2 separate regions of the Canis lupus genome follow, and region 2 is linked to region 1. Evidence: chromatin contacts called from public Hi-C data. All regions are on one chromosome and are shown on one strand. Each heading gives the region's core, a stretch centred on a gene start, on an enhancer-like site or on the middle of the called end of the contact. The rest is flanking DNA. Distances are from core to core; before and after follow the strand shown.

Region 1 (7,814 bases), core at 2,193-4,692:
ACCTTAATGAAGTAAGTTGAGGAAAAAATGTCATATGATTTCATTTCATGTGCAATCTAAACAAATGAATGAACAAACAAAAAAAGGAGAAACAGATACATAAATACAGAGAACTGGGGGGACCTGGGAGGCTCAGTTGGTTAAGTGCCTGCTTTCAGCTCAGGTCATAATCCTGGGTCCTGGGATTGAGCCCTGCACTGGGCTTCCCTGCTCAGTAGGGAATCTGCTTCTCTCTCCCTCTTCCCCTCATATCTGCTCATGTTCTCTCTCAAATGAATAAATAAAAGATGTTTAAATAAATAAATACATACAGAGAACTGGTGGTTGCCAGAGGGAGAGAGTTGGGGGATAGTTGAAATAGGTGAAGGAATTAAGAGGTACAAACTTTCAGTACCATAAATAAGTCATGGGGGGATGAAAAGTACAGCATGGGAAATATAGTCAATAATACTGTGAGAACATTGGATGGGGACAGATGGGGACTATATCTTTCATGGTGAGCACTGTATAATGTATAGAATCGTCAAATCACTATGTTGTACACCTAAAACTAATGTAATAATGTATGCCAACTTCAATTAAAAATAAAATAAAAATGAAGGCTACTGGTTTTCGAATAGGGGAACTTGAAAGTAGTAATTCTAGAAGACTAATCCATACACACAAACACACACACACATTTTTTTCAGGCCCATATCTATAAAGCCAGGAACAAATTCCATCTGACAATAGCTTTCCAAATTCATAGAGGCCATTCTGAGCTAGAAATGACAGACACATGGCACACCTGGACAGAACTCCTTTTGAGGAAAACCATCTCTACTTCAGCTGCTGAGATATTTGCTGCAGTCAAGAATCTAAAAGCTGTGGCCTATCTAGAAGCAGCCCAGCCCAGGTATATGTGGGGCCATAGAATGATCTGGCTCTTATGTTGTAATGTGAGGCCCACAGCTCTACTCGGACCAGAACACATTTGAGCCAGCTGTGGCTCAAAGGAATTCCAGCTGTGGCTGAAAGGAATTCTGGTTTCCCAGTTCAATGTGGGAATTACCACCTCCGGAACTGGACTGTGCCCTCCAGCTCTGGCTCCCACTCCTCCAGGGGTCGTTCCATCTACTCAGAGCTGACAGGACTCAGGGCAGGGCCTAGAATGTCTTCCAACTAACTGATAAAGGAGCGTGGCTGTCTGGAATGACTCTCTGATGTGGCTGGCCAGTAGCCTTGATGACTCTCTCGCTGGCTGCTGCAGCTGGCTCCCAAGAAGTGGTACACTTCCTTTCAGTCCAAAAAAGTGCTCAGCAGCCCCTGATCAAAAAGCAAGTGCTTCCTTCAAGGACTTCGGGGGTCTGATTTTGGAGTCAGGAAGCCAACTTCAGTTACTCAGTGACTGGGGGTTCCCTAGAGCAGTGGTCTCCAAATGGGGTAGATGTGCACCAGGGTTACCCAAGACTGGAATCCAAAACAATTAAATAGAAATTAAGCTTTTTTGATATTAACTTTATGAAATCTTCCTCAGATTATTTTTCAAAGATCATATATCTCGTGGACCCAAGGTATACTGAGGAAAATGGGCATTCCACAGGGAGTGGTGGACAGGGGCCTATGGAGACATGTTTCAGGTTACATGTGCCCCTGCTTAGGTGGATTATGGATCGTAGTATCTGAGGTCAATAAAATGACTCTCACAAAATGGACAAGTGGCTAAAGAAATTTCTGCAGAGGACTTCAGTACATGTAACACCAGCATAAGCAAAAAGGAATATGGAGGAACACTTCTATTGTGAGAAACTAAACTTATTTCAGACACATAAAGAGTAAAAACAATCAGGATCTAATCAGTCAGAAATAGGTCCAAATAATTCCAAATTATAAAAATTATTTGAAATACGGATTTTCACCCACTGTCCTTGATAATTCTCTGTTTCATTATGGATCTGTATAGTCTGTGCTGTGCAGTATTGCAAACAATAGTGGGAACACATAATTAGTATGTATTTAAAATATTTTTGGGGATCCCTGGGTGGCGCAGTGGTTTAGCGCCTGCCTTTGGCCCAGGGCGCAACCCTGGAGACCCGGGATCAAATCCCACGTCGGGCTCCCGGTGCATGGAGCCTGCTTCTCCCTCTGCCTGTGTCTCTGCCTCTCTCTCTCTCTCTCTCTCTGTCTGTGTGTGTGTGACTATCATAAATAAATAAAAAATAAAAATAAATTAAAAAAAATAAATAAATAAATAAAATATTTTTGAGCTAATTCTTTAAACACTTAAATATATTTTACGATGCTCATTCTTTAAATTTTTCAATTTTTGTATTTCAATATTAATACACAATATATTAGTACATGATAGCGTGATGATAATAAAGATACTAGTTTAAGATATATAAAAGTTAAAATATTTTTACAATTTGGGGGCCATAGTCAGTAAAGCTTGGAGACCACTTAGAGGCAGCTGAGCAGCTCGGAAGCCCCCTGACGGTTCCCGTTTCTCACTCCCCCAAGAAGCCCAGGGCCAAGGACGAACCCCGTCCCCCACCCAGCACAGTGTAGGGCGGAGGCAGTTCCCAGGAGCCTGTCTTCCCGGCCTCTGGCTCAGCCCAGGTGCACAGCGCCCCTACCTGATTGTGCCAGCGGATCACGTTTCCAAATCCCCCTGTCCCAAGTCGTTCTTTCATCTCCCAGGCCCCACATGTTTGGGTTGGCAGAGAAGGTGACCAGCTCATGCTGCTGCCGCGCTAACTCTGTAAACAATTTGGTGTAGGGGACAAAAGATCAAGGTTAAGAGAAAATGGAACTCAAGCAGACGGAGAAGCTAAGAGACAACATTGCCCTTCGGTGCGAGAGAGGAGCTGGTTTTCACTTTATAAATGAACCAGGCTGTCTGGTTTGGTTTTGGGTTTGGGTAGCCAACTTTTGTCACCCCCCCACCCCCACCCCGCTCAGCCGTAAGGGAAGGAGGCGGGGAGGACAGTCCCTCGGAGGCCCGCAAAGGGCATCCCCCGGACCGCAGCGAGGGCGCCCTGTCCCGCGCGCTCTGCCCTGGGTGGCCGGGGCACGCTCTCCGGTCACGTGTGTCCTCACACGGTCCCAGAGCCCCCGCCTCCAGGCGGCCCCCGGAGTCACCCCGGCTCCCGCGGTCCGCCCGGAGAACCCGACTTCTCAGCCCGACCCCAGGGTCTCCGGGAGCCTCAGGGAGGAGGGGGCGGGCTCGCGGGCGCCGAGGGGCGCGGGGTCTGCCGGCGGCACCTGGCCCGCGGCCGCCCGAGGGACTCACCTGTCGGCAGGGGCGCGGGGCGGGGCAGCCGCTCCCCAGGACCGGGGAGGCGGGGGCTAGGGCGGCCAAACCGGGGGCTCTGGCGCCTCCCCGAAGACATTAAAATGCGGGAATCTCAAACGGGCCAGCGCAGCGCCACTTCCTCAAACACTTCCTGCTCTGACGTCACGGGGCACGTGGGCCGCGCGCCCTTAAAGGAGCCGCGGCGCCACAGGGGGCCCGGGGGGTCGTCGCCGCGGTGACCCGCCGGCGCGGCGCGCGGCTTCCAGCGGGCTCCCCCGCACCCGGACAGGCGGTGCCCCTGGGGCCCTAAGACGAGCCCGAGTGCGCCGGACTCGGTACACGGTGACTGGAACCTGCGGCGGTTTCTGGGACGGGGGAGACGGGGATTTCCTCCCGGGAACCCTCCGGGGGGTAATGGACGCCGCTTCCTGGGCTGCTCCCTCGCTGGAATTTCCCGCGCCCGCCAGGGTTTCCTTTCGGCCTGCTGACAACTGCCCGGCCCCTCCTCAGGCTGCGTCCTCCGTCCGCAGGGCTCGGCGCTCGGGCTCGGGCTCGGTGTCCAGCACGACCAGTCACGGATGTACTCCCAAGAAGCCACAGCCTCTACTACCCCCTTCACGAAAAATGAAAGGAGGGAAAACCTCGTAGTTTCCGCCGCAGTGATGTAGGGAAGTTGTAAGAGGTTCGCCGGTCCGCTGCTACCTGCCTGACGTGGTAATGAGGTGTGCCGTGGAGTTTCTCAGTTCTGTGCATTGCACTAACACCAAGCTGGTGTGTGTTGGTAGATTGACCCAAGCAGGAAGAGTAGCATTGGAGGAAACCTGAAGAATATAGCTCCCCTTTATAGGATGCTTCCGAAGCGCCGGGCGCTGCCTACACACACTCTGTACTTACAATTCCTTCTGCGGATCCCCAGGGCAACCCTCCACATCGGGAGGGATTGGATTCTTGTTCTTGTTATCCCCATTTTTTAAAAAAGATTTATTTATTTATGATAGACACACACACACACACACACACACACACAGGCAGAGACAGAAGCAGGCTCCATGCACCGGGAGCCCAACGTGGGACTCGATCCCGGGTCTCCGGGATCACGCCCTGGGCCAAAGGCAGGCCCCAAACCGCTGAGCCACCCAGCGATCCCCTTGCTATCCCCATTTTATAGGTGATAAAACTGATGTGCAGATAGGAAAATATGTCCAAGTCACAGGCTAGTAAGTGTATGAACTGATAGTCCAACCCAAGAGGCTGGTTTTTAGGTCCAAGCTCTTAATATTTGATGAAATGTATCATACTAAGAAATTCAGAAGGAGGCAAACTGGAGTTTGAATCCTCACACTGCTATTGACTACTCTGAGATTTGGGGGCCAATTACTTAATCATTCCAAGCGTCTATTTCTCTTCCTTTTTTTTTTTTTTCCAGATTTTATTTATTTATTTGACTGAGAGAGCACAAGGTGGGAGGGGCAGAGGGAGAAGCAGGATCCTTGCTGAACAGGGAGCCTGACACTCACACCTGGGGTTCCATCCCAGGACCTGGGATCATGACCTGAGCCAATGACAGATGCTTAATGACTGAGCCACCCAGGCGCCCCCATTTCTCTTCTTTAAAATGTGGGCAGTATTAGGTTGAATCGAATGAAGTCACCTTTTTTTTTTGTAAAACAAAAACAGTTGAAACACGAGCAACAAACATCAGTGGTTTCATCTAGTTTAGCCCAAGAGCAGTAGGAGGACAGGAGGACACCAGCAGAGTTGTCCTAGACAGATGAGTTAATAACACCAATGGCCATGCCCAACACAGAGAACACCTGTCTGCAGAAAACCTGAGGCTGAAGTCAATTTAGGAACAGTGACATGGTTTGTAGTGGTGGGTTACAGAGTGCACAGCCAAGAAAGAATTCTTCAGACATCTTTGATGCAAAAAGGTGGTTTTATTAAAGCATGGGAACAAGACCTATGGGCAGAAAGAGCCGCTGCCCCAGGATTGTGAGGAACAACTGATTATATACTTTGGAGATGGGGGAAGTAAAGACCAAGGGAAGTTTCCAAAAGGTCTTTCATATCCTAAAGAAGACTCACAGGATCCTGGAGGCCTTGCTGTTGCCTAGCCGAGGTTGTTTCTCCCTTTAGCAAAGCATTAACATTAAGAACAGTTGGGAGTTTCCTGGAGGCATGTTATATTCTGCTTGCCCCAAGTGTTTGTCAATAGGCTGAAGGTTATAAGGAAATTTAGTTTCATCTACATTTCCTTCTGCCATTGTTCCCCACATCATTCCCACTGAACAATTTTGACCCTTAAATCTTTAAGGTTGTCGAGGGTGGAAGGTCTCATCTTCTGTAACTTCTTCCTGCTGATAGGGGTACAGAGAGATGTCCCTACCTATGCGTCCGCATTGGTCAGTTGGGGAATTTATATACATAGGTGTTACCAAAGTCCAAGGTACACAACATATGTGTACCTCACTGAGTAGAAAGGATCATTTATCAGCTGGAAGCTATGGCAGTGAAGTCTTGGCACCAGGCAAGGAGACAGGAGAAAAGACAACAAAATAAGGTTAATAGTATAGTGAGAAAGAGAAGCCCAATAAAAATGGCATTGATGGTCAACTAAAATTTTTCTCCTGCTCTTTATTGTCCTTTAAAGAGAAGTTTGATATCTTCCACAGGTTCACAGGAATAAGAAGCCACATTAGTTTGCTCATTGGATTCCTGTGAAGGCAGTACAGGTTTTATACTTGATATAGAAGCTCATGAAGAGTACCTCTCTCATTTTATTTCAGTGGGAATACATAATATGACCCAGCAGGGGTCCTTCCATTTTGGAGTTAAAACCCCTGCTGAAAAAAAAAAAAAAAAAACCCTGCTGTAAATAAACCATCTCTCTGGGGTTTATATGGGGTGGTTTGCTAGTGACTATCATATCAGGTTTAGAGAGAATATAGTTTGCATATTCATTTAGAAATTTATGAATTAACCCGGCCTCAGAGCATTATAGTTTCCACCAATTGCCTATAGTAACTCAAAGGGACTTAACCCTATTGGTTGTTTAGGGGCAATCCTCGCTCTGAGAAGCCCTACTGGTAAGAGAGTAATCCAGTTTTCTTGAGTCTCAATGCTTAAAATAGAATATCTACAAGGATGTGTTTTTTTTCTTTACAAAGATGTGTTATTGAAACATTTTCTCTATAGTCTGTAATCACCCTCATTTTATTTTTTTTAAGATTTTATTTATATGAGAGAGTGAGCATAATAGGGGAGGGGTAGAAGGAGAGAAAGGGAGAAAGAGAGAAGCCAAAGCAGACTCCCTGCTAAGCCTGACATGGGGTTCAGAGCTCTACCCCAGGACCCTGGGATCATGACCTGAGCTGAAGGCAGATGCTTAACAGACTAAGCCACCCAGATGCCCCTATAATCACCCTCATTTTATTTTTTTTTTTATTGTTATTTTTTTATTTATTATAGGCACACAGTGAGAGAGAGAGAGAGAGGCAGAGACACAGGTAGAGGGAGAAGCAGGCTCCATGCACCGGGAGCCGACGTGGGATTCGATCCCGGGTCTCCAGGATCACGCCCTGGGCCAAAGGCAGGCGCTAAACCGCTGCGCCACCCAGGGATCCCAATCACCCTCATTTTAAATCAGAGATAGCCAATTCAAGACTAATTAATTTGAAAAATAAGTCCAGTTTTAACAAAGTTGGCCTAATTATTTACATAAGCTCAGCAAGAATAGTGATTGATATTATAGATCTTTTAGAATCTGCTTTGCTGGAACTTTTTATAAGGAATCTCTAGATTGAACTTTTAGTAGCCTCTCTAGGCCAGAAACTAAGCCAAGTACTTGCCATCAGACATGCCTGCAGTACCTGTAGATTTGGGCAAATACCTCTCCCTGAGGTCCCCAAGGTATCCTGAAGTTCCCGCACCTGCCAGGAAGTGACATTCTTTACTCACCTGTAAGGCACCTGGAAACTTTGTGAGCAAGGTATCAGGCCAACATTTCCATGAGGCTCTATTGGCTTCATGCTTCATAAAGTCAACCTTAGTTCCTTAAAGCTGCCTGGTCATATCTGAGTCTATGCAGGTCCCTCAAATATGACATTCCAGTCAAAGCCTTGGTAAAATACCGGTGTTTCCAATGATGTCCTGTTACAAGGAGAACAGATTCCTATTGAACTTATGCAAATGACCATGATTACCAAGAAGAAAGAATACTCACTGAGACCTTTTGAATTTCAGAGGGGTCTGCTATAGAGAAAAGTTAAATGCTTCAATTTGTTCACAGAGGAATATTTTATCCCATTTCTGTACATCATGGATATCTTAAGAGAAGGTTTCCTTGATCTGGAAGTGATCTGGAAGAGCAAACATTTAGAGAACCACCAATGATTCAAACAGGAGTCGCAAAAGCCATAATCAATTCTTCAGTTCATTTAGTCCCATGTTACTAATTCTTGGTTCAGCGTGAATGCAGCTTTTACATGGAAGTGTTAAGGTGGGCAGCTGTCCTGGTGACTTAGGTGACTGGTGCCCAAGA
Region 2 (7,814 bases), core at 3,213-5,712, 61 kb after region 1:
GTGAGACACTGTTTTAGATTAACATCAGATTGCAGGGTTTGTTTAGATTCAGGCTTTGGGGTTAACATTTTATTGCATTGACTAATTGAGTTAGCTTTTGCCAGCTGAACCTTGTGTTTTCTTCTCAGGGTTATAAGTTCATTCGGAAAGGGCTTCTTTTGTTCTTATCCTGAAAGGAGGCAGGATGGACTTCTATTTTCTTAGACCTACAGCCAACACTCCCTTATTTCCTCCAAATAACCAGGATTACCTGGCAGAGGGTGGACATGGAGTAGATGACACTGCTCGGCGTAGATTTTTCTGAGTAGCCAGGTTAAATTCATGTAACTTAGACACAAATTACACACCTATATTCTGAAGCTGTTTTGGAGAGTGTTCGGCCCTGAGTAACTAGTGAGATGGGTGGGAGATATTCTATTCACCTCATTGGAATGGATCAATTTATATAAGAAACAGACTCTTGGGATCCCTGGGTGGCGCAGCGGTTTGGCGCCTGCCTTTGGCCCAGGGCGCGATTCTGGAGACCCGGGATCGAATCCCACATCGGGCTCCCGGTGCATGGAGCCTGCTTCTCCCTCTGCCTGTGTCTCTGCCTCTCTCTCTCTCTCTGTGACTATCATAAAATAAATAAAAATTAAAAAAAAAAAAAAAAAAAAAGAAACAGACTCTTTCACTTGGCCCCTAGTTATAAAAGCAGTTGATTAAAGAAGAGAGAAACTAAATTTTGACACACAGAAAATTAAGTATTGAAAAGTTAAGAACTGTTTACATGAGAGTTTTTGAAAATGGTTTTTATTCTGAGATCATGGCCTTTGGAAAAAGCAGAACCTGGATAGGCAAGACCAAGGCTACGGGGCTAGTGGCTCCTGTCCTGGCTCCACTGGGAGCCAGCAAAGGTGAGTTTCGGTGGGGACCAGCCACCTTTCTTTCTTTCTTTTTTTCTTTCTTACTTTCTTTCTTTCTTTCTTTCTTTCTTTCTTTCTTTCTTTCTTTCTTTCTCTTTCTTTCTTTCTTTCTTTCTTTCTTTCTTTCTTTCTTTCTTTCTTTTTTATACATTATCTTATTTTATTCAAATACCAGTCTGATCACATATGGTCCAAGAACACTCAAATAATAAGCCACATAGAAAGAGATGTTAAAGATTGGTCTTCAAACATTATAGCCAATGATGCCACGCTTGCCTATGATCTCGCCGACATAAAACCATATCCACACCTCGGTGGCCACCAAACCATTCAGCAGAGCTTCCTTAACTGTGAGCTGTTTGAAGCTACCAGTTTGAGCACTCTTGACTATTTTTTTCAAGCTCTGAATAGCTGTAGGGATCTCAGCAGGGGTTGGAGGAACCAGCTCAACCCTGGCATAGTGCCAAAATGTGGCCAATCCAGACTTCGAGTAAGTCACAGGAGCGTTCACTAGCGCCGGACGGAGCCTTCTCGGTGAGGTTATGGACAAACTGGGCCATGGTTCCAGGAGGGACGTTCCACCAGCCACCTTTCTAATGCCCGGGTCCTCCTGCCATCTCACCCCCTCCCTTGCCCTGACTCTAGAGACATGCCTTTGGTCTTCCAAGAAGTTATTCTTTTGACCACTTCTTTTCTAATTTGTTGGCATCCATTCTGGGCCATAGTGGTTGAGGGGTGGAAGGAGGGTGTTGTTTGTTTTAAAGCCATGAGTCACTTTAGAGTATTGGTATTCTTGGAGACTGACTCTCTCTTACTCAGATTTCCAGAGAGAAGCTTTGCAAAGTAATAATAAATGGAGGATCTCCTTTACCAAAGATTAGGGTAGCAAACCTTGCACACGGTGTAAAATTTGATCATAGTATCAACTTACTTTTGTCTTTCTCTTGCAATGTCCCTCCTCCTCTAGCTTGCTCATATTTCTGCCTTTTTCTTTCTGGCAAGAGTAAAAACTAGAGTGCTCGAGTTCTTTTTTTTTTTTTTTTAAAGATTTTATTTATTTGTTCATGAGAGTCACACAGAAAGAGAGGCAGAGACACAGGCAGAGGGAGAAGCAGGCTCCATGCAGGGAGCCCGATGCGGGCCTGATCCCGGGACTCCAGGATCACACCCTGGGCCGAAGGCAGGCTCCAAACTGCTAAGCCACCTGGGGATCCCAAGTGCTTGAGTTCTATACCAGCTGGGGCAATTGCATGGTTTGTACCTAGAACCACAGAACTTGACTGAGGGACCATATGTGTATAGTTCTTTTATTGCAGATTACTTTCACATCTGTGGTTGTGTGTAAATCAAAGTACTTATATGCATTTATAAGTGTTTCACAGTTTACATCTATTATATCATTTGTTCCCACAACAGCAGAAACCACAGAATGTCAGCCCTGGAGTAAACCTCATGAATCTAGCCCACTCGGTCCTGCATTCCTGGGAACTGATTTTATGTCTCAAAATATAGATGCTTTGAGAAGGGCAGTGTATCAATTTTTATTCAGTCATTCTAACCTTATGTGAATGAGCATGTCAGTCCCTTTTCAGAGGGTAGATTTTTAAGGGGAAAGATGGAGAAGGTAGGATAGTAGAGGGAAAGGGTAATGCAGAGGGACATGGTGGGCTCCTGGAGGGGCTCAGTCAGTTAAATGTTCGTCTCTTGATTTCAACTCAGGTCATGATCTCAGGGTTGTGAGATTGAGCCCTGAGTCCAGGCTTGAGGTTCTCTCTCTCCCCCCTCACTCCCTCCCACCCCAACTTGCACATGCAGGCACATGTGCTGCACTCTCTCAAACAAATACATTTTTATTATTTTTTTAATTAATTAATTAATTAATTTATTTATTTATGATAGTCATACAGAGAGAGAGAGAGAGAGGCAGAGACACAGGCAGAGGGAGAAGCAGGCTCCATGCACCGGGAGCCCGACGTGGGATTTGATCCCGGGTCTCCAGGATCGCGCCCTGGGCCAAAGGCAGGCGCCAAACCGCTGCGCCACCCAGGGATCCCACAAATACATTTTTAAAAAGGGGGAGGGAACGTGTGAAGGCACTGGGGACAACAGTTCATCCACAGGTCCTTCCTCCAAGTGTCATGCTGCTGTCCCAGGGGCTTCCCCTAGTGCAGACTCAACAGCTATGAATGGGTGCCCATCACTCAGCTTCCCCCCAAGTTAGCACTGCAGAAATGAACACTGAGTTTCTGGCTGGCCTACCATTGCTTTCTCAGCCACATGGCACACTTCCTCTAGCAGAGTAACCCCCTCCATGGTTACCAGTCCATTGTTCTCATTTTTCCCTGGAACAGTCATCATTCAAGGTTGTTCAGAACAGCCGGGGAACAGAGTCACTCTATTGCCATAGCCAGCAGGACCTAACACAGCTTCCAGACAGGAAGGTCAGAGATGTTCTGGAAGCAGACGAGGCTTCTGCACATGGATGTGCAGGCTATATCCCGCACAAGGATTCCCACCCATGCATCCTTGAAATCCAGGCCAGGCTTTATTTGCCAGGCCATGTGTCCTGTTTTTTTTTAATTTGCACAGATTCTTTGTCAATATGCCAAGCTCTGTGTCTGTTGAACTCCAGCTACCAGAGAGGGTGCCTTTTGCAAATCTGCAGAAATCAACTTTGTGTGCTAGCATGGGCCTGCTACGCCTGGGGCCCTGGGACCTTGGGGACCACAGGCCTTATGGCCATTCCACCTCACTCTCACACAGCGATGTTTTTCAGTGACTTAGGGATTCCAGTCTAACAAAAGTGAAACAAAAGAAAACAAAAGAAAAACATGGTTTTTCTTTTTTCTTCCTTCTTTCCTTCCTTCCTCCCTTCCTTCCTCCCTCTTACTCCCTTGCTTTTTTAGTTCTCTAATTCTGAGAACTATGAAATAGAGCAAAAGGAAGGGAACACAGAAAAAAATAACAAGTTGTCTTGCATTTATAAAATGAGCCTTGAAGGACTTCTTACACTTACTCCTCTCATCTCACCTCCCCTCCTCACCTTAACCCCAAGGCATTCCCGCCTTCCGTGGCAGCCCGTGGCTCACAGCGTGGAAGCCTGGCACTGGCTGGCCCCACGGACTCAGTCTGAGTCCCTGTTTCTGGTATTCACTTTGTTTTTTGTCCAGGCACTGCCCCCAGACCTCTACACCCACCTCTTTAACGAAGGCAAAACAAGGACACATTTTTTTCCTCCTCTCCTCCTTCTCCCTTGTCTTTGGACTGCACTGCTTGTCTGCTGGCGGGATGACTCATTTCTTTGTCATCCTCTTACCCCATTTGGCCTGTCCGGATGCTTGCATTGTCTTTGTGCAGCAGGATGGAGCTATTGCCTTGTTTGAGATTGCCACTGACCCAGCCCGTGGCCTAGCAAGGCCCCCAAAAGTGGAGGAAGATAAAGACTGCTAGGACAGAGACTATCTCAAACTCTCCCAGGAGCAGAGGACAGAAGTAGACTCCTTTGCCCCTTATGCCCCTGAGTTGCCAAGGGTTTGCACATGGTGCAGCTGTAGGAACTGCTAGGGAAGCCCTAAGTCATGCTCTGCCCCCCATCTGGTCCTGCTTCCCCATTTATCAGGGGATGCAAATGTGTTAATGCTGCACATCATCTCACCTGGCAATTTTCCAAAATGTAGAATTGTGTTCCCGTCAGAAGAACCCAGAGGTCTTTTTTTTTTTTTTAAGACCTTGAATTATTAAAGTAAAACAATATCTTGGTGGGCATCCAGAGAAAAACCAACCCCCTGATCTTGGGCTGTCGAGTTGACTGAAAAATTGAAAGGCCTGGGTGGTTTGACAGGCAACAGGAATAAGGGTTAAGTTCCCTATTGATTGGTGGCTCATTGTTTCATTCAGAATTCCTTCATAATGTCCTGAGAGCTTAGAGGTCCCCCTAATCTCAAGGTTTGGCCAAGATAATAAAGGATGGGACAAGCTTTATGCGATTGTGAAACAGGATTAACATTGGAAAGGAAGGGGAGGAATGCATTCAAGAAGATGTATTTTAAAAGGTTAATTTTAAATGGGATGAAATTAAGAAGAGAAATTTAAAAGGGCTTTGGCAAATTTTGAGAAAGAGGAAATCCAGAGCAGTTTCCTGTGATCAGAAGAGACCACTAAGTGTCCTTGTTTCTGATGGCCTCAACTTCTGAAACTTCCTCCTCTGAGTGAGAAAAGGGCCCCCAAAGAGCACAGCAAATTAGAACAGAGGCCCAGGGATCCCTGGGTGGTGCAGTGGTTTGGCGCCTGCCTTTGGCCCAGGGCGCGATCCTGGAAGACCCGGGATCGAATCCCACATCGGGCTCCCGGTGCATGGAGCCTGCTTCTCCCTCTGCCTGTGTCTCTGCGCCTCTCTCTCTCTCTGTGACTATCATAAATAAAAAATAAAAATAAAAAAAAAATAGAACAGAGGCCCAGATCTTGCCCTCTTTCAGGTTGCTTCACAATGGGGGGCAAGGGCTGTGCTGATTGGCAAGACTGCCCTCTGAGCTGTGTTTTCTTGTTGGAATCCTATTGACCAGTCCCTGCTGCTCTCTCCCCACCCCCTCCTCCATTCGCCCTGTTCACCCCTCCACTGCCTGTCCCCAGCAGCCCCAGAAGAAGCAATGGGGCACAGAGTCCTCCCACTGCCCCCACTCATCCTTTCTTTTTCACCCTTGCTCTGAAGGGGGCCTGTGGCCAGTGAGGGGAAGGCCACTTCCAACAGGGACCTTCTTTGCAAAGAAACAAAGAAGGAGCCAGAGCCAGGCCAGGATGAAGGTCCTGGAAGCCTCTGATCTGAGAGGTCCCTGAGGATCCTTGCAATGGGGGGAGGGGTGGGACCAAACATTGTTGTGACTGAAGGGAAATGAGTCAAGGGAAGAAATGCCCGGATTTAATTCTTGTGGATAAAGGAGTGAGTGGGCCTGCCAGACCACAAAATAAAACCCCGACCAACTAACCTAGTTTAAGCTTCTGAGGGTAAAATCACTGGGGAAAGGCACATGGAAAGTGGGAATTCTAGGTCCAGGAAGATCTTAGTCTAACTACCAAAACCCAGATGCCTCCATTCCTTTCCGCCTTTCTGCCAGTCTGCACCCTGCCCAGCCTGTCTACAAAACAAGAGACAGACGTTCCAAGGGAGAAGTGGGGAGGGTGAGAGCTGGTGCAGAGGAGCATTCCCTGTGGTGGACAAAGAGGCATGGAAATTATAAGTGGAAGAACTGAGGTGATCTGAGGTAGGTTGGCTCTGTGATGTGCTGGCAGTAGAATCCCTATGGTGTCCCCTGAAAAAGTTTCAAAGGGGACATTTCTGTGGTTCCATCTAGTTGACCGCAGGGCGGGAATTCACTTGGAGGAAACCGAGGTAGGATCCTGGGTCTCCAGGCTGCTATTGGCACTAGAGATGGTCCCACTATTCAGCCCGCAGAGATCTCTGGGCAAGATGACCTCCTAGCCACCCGTGTCCATTGATGGATGAATGGATAAACAAAATGTGGTCTATACAGACAACAAAATATTACTCAGCTTTAAAAAAGGAGGAAAAAAAATAAAAAAAAAAATAAAAAAAAAATAAAAAAGGAGGAGATTCAGGGATGTCTGGGTGGCTCAGTCAGTTGAGCATCCAACTCTTGATCTCAGCCCAGGTTTGGATCTCAGGGTCGTGAGTTCAAGCCCCACATTGGGCTCCATGGTGGGTATGGAGCCTACTTTATGAAGAAAAGGTGGGGGAGGATTCTGACATATGGCTCCACATGGATGAATTTTGAGAACAGTATGCAAAGTGAAATGAGCCAGTCACAAAAGGACATGTACTACATAATTCCACCTATATGATCCCACGTCATAGTCATAAAGACAGAAAGTATTCTACTTTCTGGTGGTTGCCAGGGGAATGGGGAGTTATTGCTTAGATGGGGTACAGAGTTTCAGTTTGAGAAGATAACAAAGCTCTGGAGAGGAATGGTAGTGATGGTTGCATGACAATATGAATGCACTTAATGCCACTAAACTGGCATTTATCTGCACATAAAAATGGTTAAGATGGTAACTTTTGTGTATTTTACCACAATACAAAAATATATACAATTAAAAAAATCTTCCAGACATTTGTGGCATTTCCTTCTGTGGGACCTGATGCTAGAGGGACTGGCCATGATCAAGTCATAGGTTCTTGAACTTTGCCATGCTCCTTGATCTCTCAATCACATGATTAAGCTTTTTTCCCTTCTTCTTCCAGAATTTAAGGGACACTCTAAAGGAATGATGAATACAATGAGGAGAGAGCTAGTGTGCATGCTGCTGCTTTGTGGAGCAGCCCTCACCTTGCCCAGCCAGGTAGGTGTGCAGTTCAGGTGTGTGCCCCCACCCCTGGAGCCTGCGTGCCCTCAGTGGGCTCAGGCGCCCCAAGGTGGGGTCAGCAGTCACAGAGCATGGTGCACCCACTCCTCCCTGGGTAGGATTCTTGGGATTCAGGGTTCTGGGGGCAGAACCTTAGGCCATTCTTCTGATTTGGGTAAATAGTTCTTAATTCCACTGCACTGCCTTGGCTGCCTTCTTTGGAGCTGTTCTTAAAGAATGTGTTTGAATTCATCCAGAAAGTATTTAGAAAAGGAGGTGCACAAGCCGTGAGCCATGGAAGCTGGCGAGTTGCCCTATGCTGTTTACTATCTTTGTTTTTTTTAATTTTTATTTATTTATGATAGTCACACACACAGAGAGAGAGAGAGAGAGAGAGAGGCAGAGACACAGGCAGAGGGAGAAGCAGGCTCCATGCACCGGGAGCCCGACGTGGGATTTGATCCCGGGTCTCCAGGATCGCGCCCTGGACCAAAGGCAGGCGCCAAACCGCTGTGCCACCCAGGGATCCCGTGCTGTTTACTATCTAAT

The links. Hi-C and Micro-C count contacts between places; a contact is called where the count stands out from the background.
Region 2: a contact with region 1 is called in a Hi-C map of blood, with 1.7 times the contacts expected there. The contact joins the enhancer-like site here to the promoter of IKBKB in region 1. A contact is called at or near these places in 2 of 9 Hi-C or Micro-C datasets (amygdala and blood).

Annotation. Positions count from the first base shown.
Region 1 is chr16:24,149,252-24,157,065 of UU_Cfam_GSD_1.0, forward strand. IKBKB (inhibitor of nuclear factor kappa-B kinase subunit beta) reads right to left here and starts at 3,443. Exons shown (of 23, transcript XM_038559938.1): 1 at 3,272-3,443; 2 at 2,616-2,738.
Region 2 is chr16:24,208,854-24,216,667 of UU_Cfam_GSD_1.0, forward strand. PLAT (tissue-type plasminogen activator) reads left to right here. Exons shown (of 14, transcript XM_038559941.1): 2 at 7,165-7,262. The coding sequence starts at 7,188. It also overlaps the pseudogene LOC100685534. Among named protein-coding and RNA genes, the nearest start is that of PLAT, 9.7 kb to the left of the region's middle. Within about 2 kb of position 4,463, at least 9 of the 20 cell types and tissues checked have an H3K27ac peak or open chromatin away from gene starts, as enhancers often do. A contact at or near this core is called in blood, where this site is marked.